3 separate regions of the Hordeum vulgare genome follow, and regions 1 and 2 are each linked to region 3. A link is a contact called in public Hi-C data. All regions are on one chromosome and are shown on one strand. The core of a region is the stretch at or near the end of the contact, and the rest is flanking DNA. Distances in the headings are between cores, read along the strand shown.

The links. Hi-C and Micro-C count contacts between places; a contact is called where the count stands out from the background.
Region 1: a Hi-C map of seedling shows a contact between it and region 3, with 9 times the contacts expected there. The contact joins the promoter of LOC123444321 here to the promoter of LOC123444323 in region 3. A contact is called at or near these places in 4 of 6 Hi-C or Micro-C datasets (leaf and seedling) and 1 of 1 datasets of contacts at active chromatin or transcription factors (embryo).
Region 2: a Hi-C map of seedling shows a contact between it and region 3, with 3 times the contacts expected there. The contact joins the enhancer-like site here to the promoter of LOC123444323 in region 3. A contact is called at or near these places in 2 of 6 Hi-C or Micro-C datasets (leaf and seedling) and 1 of 1 datasets of contacts at active chromatin or transcription factors (embryo).

Annotation. Positions count from the first base shown.
Region 1 is chr3H:468,692,380-468,695,079 of MorexV3_pseudomolecules_assembly, forward strand. It overlaps LOC123444321 (ultraviolet-B receptor UVR8), which reads left to right and starts at 1,451. Exons shown (of 5, transcript XM_045121006.1): 1 at 1,451-1,754; 2 at 1,861-2,040. The coding sequence starts at 1,697. LOC123444322 (CASP-like protein 3A1) reads left to right here. Exons shown (of 3, transcript XM_045121007.1): 3 at 735-1,349. The coding sequence ends at 950.
Region 2 is chr3H:468,721,800-468,724,564 of MorexV3_pseudomolecules_assembly, forward strand. No RefSeq gene overlaps it. Among protein-coding and RNA genes, the nearest start is that of LOC123444321, 29 kb to the left of the region's middle. Within about 2 kb of position 1,277, at least 3 of the 3 cell types and tissues checked have open chromatin away from gene starts, as enhancers often do. A contact at or near this core is called in leaf and seedling, where this site is marked.
Region 3 is chr3H:468,934,274-468,936,973 of MorexV3_pseudomolecules_assembly, forward strand. It overlaps LOC123444323 (protein SPA1-RELATED 4-like), which reads left to right and starts at 1,368. Exons shown (of 7, transcript XM_045121008.1): 1 at 1,368-2,129; 2 at 2,213-2,370. The coding sequence starts at 1,641.

The DNA.
Region 1 (2,700 bases), core at 201-2,700, 240 kb before region 3:
GAGCAAAGGTAAATCATACTCCCTCCTTTCCGGTTTGTAGGGCTCATCTTAAAATTTTCAGATTTCCATTATATTAGGCTCATTTTGAGTCTAAGTGAGTTAAAGTGCTTTGAGTCTCACGCCATATTTAATTCATAGAGTTTAGAGAAAGAAGATGAGTGGCTATGCATGCATCGTTTTCTACATTCACCATACAAGTCCAATGAAAGAATGGATGCTACATTTATTGCCTTGGAAATTGCATATGTGAGAAATATTTCATTGGCTAGTTTAAACTAGTGTCATCCACTCACAATTCACCTTGGTTAATGAGATTTCAAATTTGAGCCCTATAAACCGGAAAGGAGGGAGTATCTAAGCAAGCTAATAAATAAAGATGACTATATGCATCAATTAATGTAAAGGTAGGTGGCTTTAACCTCTTTTTCAAACAAAGAAAAAAGAAAAACTTGTTCCGAATTTTCTGTTATATATAGTTGGTATGGCGTTTCTTCAATGGCCCTCGTAGCAGTTGATACATTGGTAAATGCACATCTTGTTTTTCTTTTTGGCGTTTCATGTTTTAATAAGGAATACAAAGGTAATTCGGCATTGTTTGCTTCCAATCTTTGTTTCCCATGTAACTTCAGACTAAATCTGGGCGGATGAATTCTGAACATTTCGAACCCTGCTAGCGTCTGACGTTTCGACGGAACCGTAGACTAACACGGCTGGTGCATGTGCATCCCTGGCAGGTGTTTGCTTATGCGATGCTGAGCGCGGGATCAGCGGCGGCGGCGGTGGCGAACTTGAACCGCACCGGCGTCCGGCACACGGCGCTCCCCAACTTCTGCAAGCCTTTGCCACGTTTCTGCGACCTATCGGCGGCCTCCATCGCGTGCGCCTTTCTCGGCTGCGCCTTCCTCGCGGCGTCCGCCGTGATCGATGTTATCTGGCTGTCAAGGCTGTGAGAACTTGAGGTAGATGGTGGCAAATTAGCACACTCCTTGGCAGGGAGTTCAACTTTCAGGGTGCTGCGCCGAACCTGAACCCGTGAAGTGTCCTCATGTCTTTGAGCTCGCTGCTTGTACAAAGATTGCATCGCCTGGATGTTGATTTGCAGTGCTGCAAGTTTGCGTCCGATTCATATCGACTGACGCTCGCTTTGTACAACTTTGTAGCACTAAATTGTGCTAAGGAGCGTCAATTAATATGGATCGGACGGAGTACTACTCCTACTATGTGTTTTTTCTCTCTCCGGGATGCTCTGGTCCTTTGCAGAGTTTGAATTGGTTGCCGCTTCAGTTCAGTGAAGCATTGGCACTTGTCTACAATGACAGTACTAGTGAGTAAACTTGTCTACTTGTCTACATCACACACCTACTACCTGTTCCAAAATTCCAACCACTTAATGACGCTTATCATCATGGTATTGGTACCAGCAGCCATATCTGTATCTGCAGTGACGCAGCGGCCCAAACCGATAACAGGACAGCTCCGGCGGAAAAGCGAAGACGACAACGCAGGCGAGCCCGAAGATACATCGACACGCTCGCTCGCAACTCGCTCGACTCGAATCCTTTTATCGTCTCCCTCTCCCCCCTCTCCACGAGCTTCCTTCCTTTTCTCAACCGCGACATTCCCTCCGCGGGTGATTCTTCCACCTCTTCTCTACCCGCGCCCTCCCGCTCCACGCCCGGCGTCAGCTCCGCCGCAGATGCCGCCCAAGGTGTCGGCGGTCGCCGCCGGCGAGGCCCACACGCTCGCGCTCACCGGTAAGGAGCCCCCCCGCCTGGCCGCTTTAGCCAGTCACGCGCGCGGATGCTTCCGGGCGCCGCCGGGATTCGGGATCTGAGGGGCGGTGTTGTTTCCGGTTTGCAGGTGACGGGGAGGTGTACTCATGGGGGCGGGGGACGTTCGGCCGCCTCGGCACCGGCCGCGAGGCGGACGTGCACGTGCCCACCGCTGTCTTGCCCGCCGTCGCCGCTGCTGCTGCGGGGAGGCCGCGGCCCAGGTTCGTCGCCGTCGCCGCCGGCGCGTACCACAGCCTCGCGCTCGACGGTTCGTGCTCTGTGCCTCCATCTCGTTGCCTTTTTCTACTACTTCTCTGCTTCGTGGTAGTATAAAAGCGAAACTAGACATTGTTGTGCAGCAATTTGGGTTGGGGAAATTATACACTGTCTGAGGTACTTGCAGCTTTGTGATGCCTGTGTGGCTTGTGGAGAGTGGTGGATGCACTAGCCTGAGAACTGGAATTGACCTTATAGTGGCTCAAAACATGAGACTGTGACTCTGATGAATGACCTGATTCCATTAAGGTTGTCACTAGCCTGGCAGTTTTGTTTGCTGGTGATGCGGTTTGTAAGTTAAAATGATGCCCAGGGTCCAGGCCATATGTGCTTGCTCCTGATTTCATAAGCATTTGATATCTGGCTTTCACAAATTGTGTAAGCGCAAGTGCGTTGAATTTTTCTGCCGGTGATTTGTGTAACCGTTCGTGTGGTCTGGACCTGATTATTATGCTTTAATGACTGAACTGATACAGTGGGAGTATCCGGCCGGTACACAAAACAACCCTTCTTTCTCTAGGTTCTTGGTGCATGAAAAATAAGTTGTGTCATTTGCTGTGCCTATTTAGTGGTTTACTACTATTATTTGTAAATGATTTCTTAGCCGCAATGGGAGGCAAACGCACTTACCAAATACGTAGTATGATGAAGT
Region 2 (2,765 bases), core at 27-2,526, 210 kb before region 3:
ACTAGTGTGACTACGAGAGTTTCTCCTCTATGTGACAAACTTATCTCTAGGAACGAGACAACTTTTATTAAAGAGAGATTTATGCTTGAAAGTGTGGTGTTGTGTCACACCCCAAAAATGTAACCACATTTTATTAATTGAAACATTGACTGGATAATTTTTTTGAAAAGTAATTTGCCCCATTGCTTATTTCAAAGCCTCCTCCCAAAAACCTTTCCCACCAAGTAGCACTTTTGAAAATCATTGTGTGTTTGAGTAATTATTTGAGATTGTTTTATTCCACTTTTTTTAATTTAAGGGGATATTTCTATAATAAAACTTGCCAAGATTAACTTCTAAAAGCATTTTCATCATTTTATGAGTCTCTTTTGCACTGCAACTATTTCATAAACTCATTTAAAAATTCCACAAAAAATTGGAGATGTCAAGGAATGTTTATGATTCACTTTTATGCAAAAATGCATAGCTGTCCTTTGAAAAATTTGAGCAGCACAACCTCATTTCCATTCTGGACCAGATTGGCAATTTAAACTGCAGCCTTATTTTATGTTGTTGAGATGGCCATAAATTTTTTACAGCTTATAGTTCACCCTATGAAACCCTTAATTCCATGAGTTGAGCTCCATTGGATTATTTTAAGTGCATAAAATAATAGCTGCATTTTCTGATGAGAACTACTTTCCTCCAAAAATTTCATTAAGCAGTTTTTGTTTTTGCCAAACTAACCTCACAACTCTCTTTAGCATCTAAAGAGACCCTAGCCTGCCAATTTCCATTTTCAGAAAACCCCCTAGGTGGCCTTGGCATTTTGTCAAACACGCGGTGTGCATAGACAAATTTGGCATGGATCAATGATTGCATTAGGATTTTGCTTAATTGGCCAAACCAGCATGTCCAATGCTTTTGCCTTGCTCTCTAACCTAGTTCTGTTAATTTTCAGTTGCACCCAAGCCTTCTAGACCACCCTGGCATTTCCATGAGCAGGTCGTGTGCACGCCCGGAGCACGAGGAGAGCACGGTTTTGCACATGCTCGCGCCAGAGCCCCCGCGTCCACCTGCCAGGGACGATTCTATGGGGGACGAGGGGGGCTAGACCTTTTCTAACAAATTGATTTTTCTACTATAATAATAATTATTGTAGTCAAAAAAATTCATTCCATATGAACTTTGCTCCCTTCATCTATAAACTTGCCCCCTGCTTACATGCTGGCTCCGTCCCTGCCACCTGCCCATATGCCCCTTGCCTCTTCCTTGCCCCCAGATCCGTGCAGCATCGCGCCGCAGCTCGACCGCCTCCCCGCAGACCCGCAGCATCGCCAAACCTGCCAACGCTAGCCGCCGCCACTGCTTGTCGTGTTGCAGCGCCGCTAGAGCCACCTGGTGCGCCCCCGAGCACCCCAACGCGTAATTCTTATCCCCTCGGCGTCGTTTTCCCTTTGGCAGAACTGACCAGTAGTCGCCGCAACCCTGCGTCGCTCAGGGCAGCGGCCGTGGCGACAATGGCGGTTAGCCGGCGTCCGCTTCGTCCTCTGCCTGGCCAGCACCGCCCGAGCCGCCCCCGCGCGCCAGCTCACCCCTAGAACAGTGCCTAATCTGTCCGCTAGCGCCTAGCCTCGCCATCTAGCTCTGACCCTCCCCCTGTCCGCCGCCAGACCCTGTCGCCGCCATTCTAATCCCTGATGCCGGCGAACCGTCCCCCCCGCCGCTTATAAATAGGGGCCCTCGACCCATCTCGCGCTTCAGACCACCACCCCCAACACCGTAGCGAGCCCCTCTAGCTATCATCTGGCCAGAGCTATCCTTCCCCCTATTCCCTGGCCGAGCCAGCCGCCGCCACTATCCAGTTGAATTTGTCCAGACCAGAGCACCTCTCCCCCATGCTAATCATCATTAGCTCCCTAGAGGCCTTGGCTGCCTATGTCGCACGTTAATTTGACGAGAGGGCCACCGCAGGGAGAGCCCCTTTCGCCCGACGCCGCCGTCCGCCGGAGATTGACTACATCTCCTTGACCCTGGAGGCCACGAGGAGGACCGTCAGAGCCCTCTGGATCCATCCCCACGCCTCAACGCTCGAGAGCTGCAGCAAATCATCGGCGAAGGTTGCCGCAGACCTCGCCTCTACTCGGCCAAAGGAGGGAGATGGCTGGTTGGGCCAGTCAAACCTGACTGGTGGACCCGCGGGCCCACCGTCAATGAATCTCTAGGTCGCCCAAGCGTCTTAAGCGAAGGAGTATTTTGCGAGGTGCGCTTCTATGTCGCGAAAGCGTGTTCCCCCTCGAAGCGTTTCCTGTTAATACACTCTCTGTTCTAAGAGCATCTCTAGCAGAGCCCTCAAATCCTTAAAATAACCGTTTTTTTTTTTACAGTTTTCGTCGGAAAAACGACGTAGACTAGAACCCTTAAACCCGTAAAAAAATTTAGAGGTCCAATCCTCAAACCCCTTCCCAGCCTGTAGAAGTGAGGGTTGGGAGGGAAAACTCCCCCCAACCCGCACTCCACTTCACACATCGCGCGGGAGGGAAAAACCGCCCCGCCTCCCAGCTCCTCCCGCGTCCGACCGCCGCCAAGGAGGCCCCGGCCGCCGCCGCGCCAGGCGCCGCGCCCGCCCTGGCAGCCGCCGCGCCCGCCCCCACCCCCGCCCCGCACGCCCCGGCCACCGTGGCCGACGTGGTGGTGGCGACCCACGTCGGGGCCAAGCGGCGGCGGGCGGGCCTCGCACCGCCTCCTCCCGCCCCGGCCGCTGCCGCGCCCGCCCCGGCCATCGC
Region 3 (2,700 bases), core at 118-2,617:
GAAAGCTGCGGCGACGCCTTCAAAAAGGAAACGAGCTTAGGATATGTGACGTCCGGGATTAGACAGTTGGGGTGCCGATTTCAGGGGTTAGAGATTCCAACGGATCATAAGAAGATAAGTTTGTTTCAAACTTCACTCAAATATAACGAACCACCAAATGACCAAACCCAATGTGGTTGAAATTTGAACCGACCAGTCGAAGGAGAAACGAACACGGGCATGCAGAGTAGGCTGGCTGCGCCATCCGCATATGCGCGAGGGACCGGTCCTTGGGTCGGTTTGACTTGCGAGACAAGCCGGCCATGGACACGGCCCCAACCTGCCTCGGATAATACAATACGGCACAACAATTGTGCCGTCCACTCGTCGACTCAAGCAAGTGGATAAAATTGGGATCGTGGTTACGTTAATCCAACCCTGCAAGGTTACCACTTCCGGCTGGTACTATCCGCTCAGATCGCGATTAACTGGAGTAAGCAAATCCCTCTCTGTGCGGCCGCATCCAGCAAGGCGGGCGAGGCAGCAGCGACGCGCCACGACCCCGAGGCTGCGAAAGGCAAAAACTCCTCGCCGGTGCGGATGGATGGATGCGTGGCCGCTGCATGAGCCGCCTCGAGTCCCCCGCTTGACGCGCGGCCGTCGTCGCGCCACGTAGGCCCCGTAAAGCGCAGGCGGTCGCTGACTGGCGGAATGTATGACGTGGGCCCGCCCGACAGCGACTTGTCACCCAATAGAGTAGTTAGTTGCATTCATTGATTAGTCGCGAGCCGCGCTAATCTGCCCATGCGACGATCCTGCGCCACGTACCGCAGATTTTTTTTATCTAGACAGCCGCTACTACTTTAACTGCCGGCGCAAGATTCACGCCCTTTCTTTTGGAAGCGCAAGTGCTAACCTCGCGGCGGGCCCGGGATGTCATCGGCAGCGGGCGACGTGGTCCGCCAGCGGCCGCTGTTTTCTACTCCGGTTCGGTTGTGGCTACGGCGTGGTGGATGCAGTGAGATCAGATCATTCTTGGAAGCGTATCAGTTGAGGGGAAGGAAAGGGCACCACGCCGCAACCATGGGAGGGGAGGGGAGGGGAGGGAGGAGCAGGGGGCACGTATATCTCTATCTTTCTGGTGGCGTGAAGCGCCCTGCGTTTCGTCTGCCTCTTTCTGGTTAGGTTTGGTGTCTAGCGCAGGGGCACTGTACTGTGGTGTGGTGGCAGTTCGAGGGGAGGGGAGCCGCTGGTCGCTTGGCTGCCTTCAAGTTGAGCTAATACTAACACTAACAGCGGGGTGTGCAGTTCGAGGCAACGGGGTTTGTGCGGCTGGGAGTCGGCTACCGGGGCGGGGCGGGCGAGGGCGAAATAAAGCAGCAAAGGAGGAGAGGAGGGGAGGAGGACCCTCCGTCTCCGTTTTAAAGCGTGTTTGTGTGGCTCGCTGCTCGCCCCTCGCCCCCTCAAGCACAGTCACACGCTCGTCTCTGGCCTCCGCTCGCTGCCGCGGCCTCAGATCCTTATCTCCTCGCCGCTCGCCGCTCTGGGGCCATTTGTTGCGTTGCGTTGCGTAGGATGGGGTCCCGGGAGCAGCGGGTGCAGCCGCCCGCCGCAGCGAACCGGACGTGATCCGGCCATGGGGTAGAGCGCCGCGGGCGGGCATGGAGGTGTCCCGTGGCGGAGGGGCGCGGAGGGGGGAGGAGGAGGAGGAGGGAGGAGAGGTCAGCCTGCGGGAGTGGCTGGACCGGCCGGCCCGGGCGGTGGAGGCGCCCGAGTGCCTGCACGTCTTCCGCCAGGTGGCGGAGGCGGTGGCCGACGCGCACGCGCAGGGCGTCGCCGTCGGCAGCGCGCGCCCGTCCTGCTTCGTCGTGTCCCCGCCCTTCGCCCGCGTTGCCTTCATCGAGTCCGCCTCGGGCTCCGACGCCTCCGGCTCCGACGCCTCCGAGGACGCCGACCACGACGCCGAGCCTCCGCGGCAGGGCGACGGCGCGGGCCGAGCGGGGGAGGACCGCAGCGAAAAGGGGTTCCCGCTCAAAAGCGTGCTCGCGATGGAGCTCAACTGGTACACTAGCCCCGAGGAAGCCGACGACAGCGGCGGCGGCGCTACCTTCGCCTCCGACGTGTATAGATTAGGGGTGCTCCTGTTCGAGGTGCGCTGCTGCTTGACATGAATATTCTCTTGGTGCTTTTGGGCGCGATTTCCATTGCCAATGCTTTTCGGCCGTGCTCGCAGTTGTTTTGCAGCTTCGAAACGTTGGAGGAGAAGATGCGGGCAATGGCCAATCTGAGGTACCGCGTATTGCCGCCACAATTGCTGCTCAAGTGGCCCAAGGAAGCATCCTTCTGCCAGTTGATGATGCACCCTGTACCGGACACCCGACCCAAGATGAGGTTCATGTCTGTCATTTACATATAATTTGTATAAAAGTATCGCTGAAAACAGGGTTGATTGTTTCACATTGGGTAGCACAAACTACTTTAGTAATTATTCATCATCATCATTGTCCTAACATGTCTACATGATCTGCCGGGCGTTGATGGTAATATGACTTAAGAAAAAATAGCTGTCATATAACTGTTTCACATCACTTTTTTTTCCTGCATGATAAAATAGATGGGGTTGTTTTCCGTACATGATCTGCCAGGTGTTGATGGTAATGACTTCAGGAAAAAATCTGTCATATAACTGTCTCACGTAAGCAGATTCATGACCCACTGACG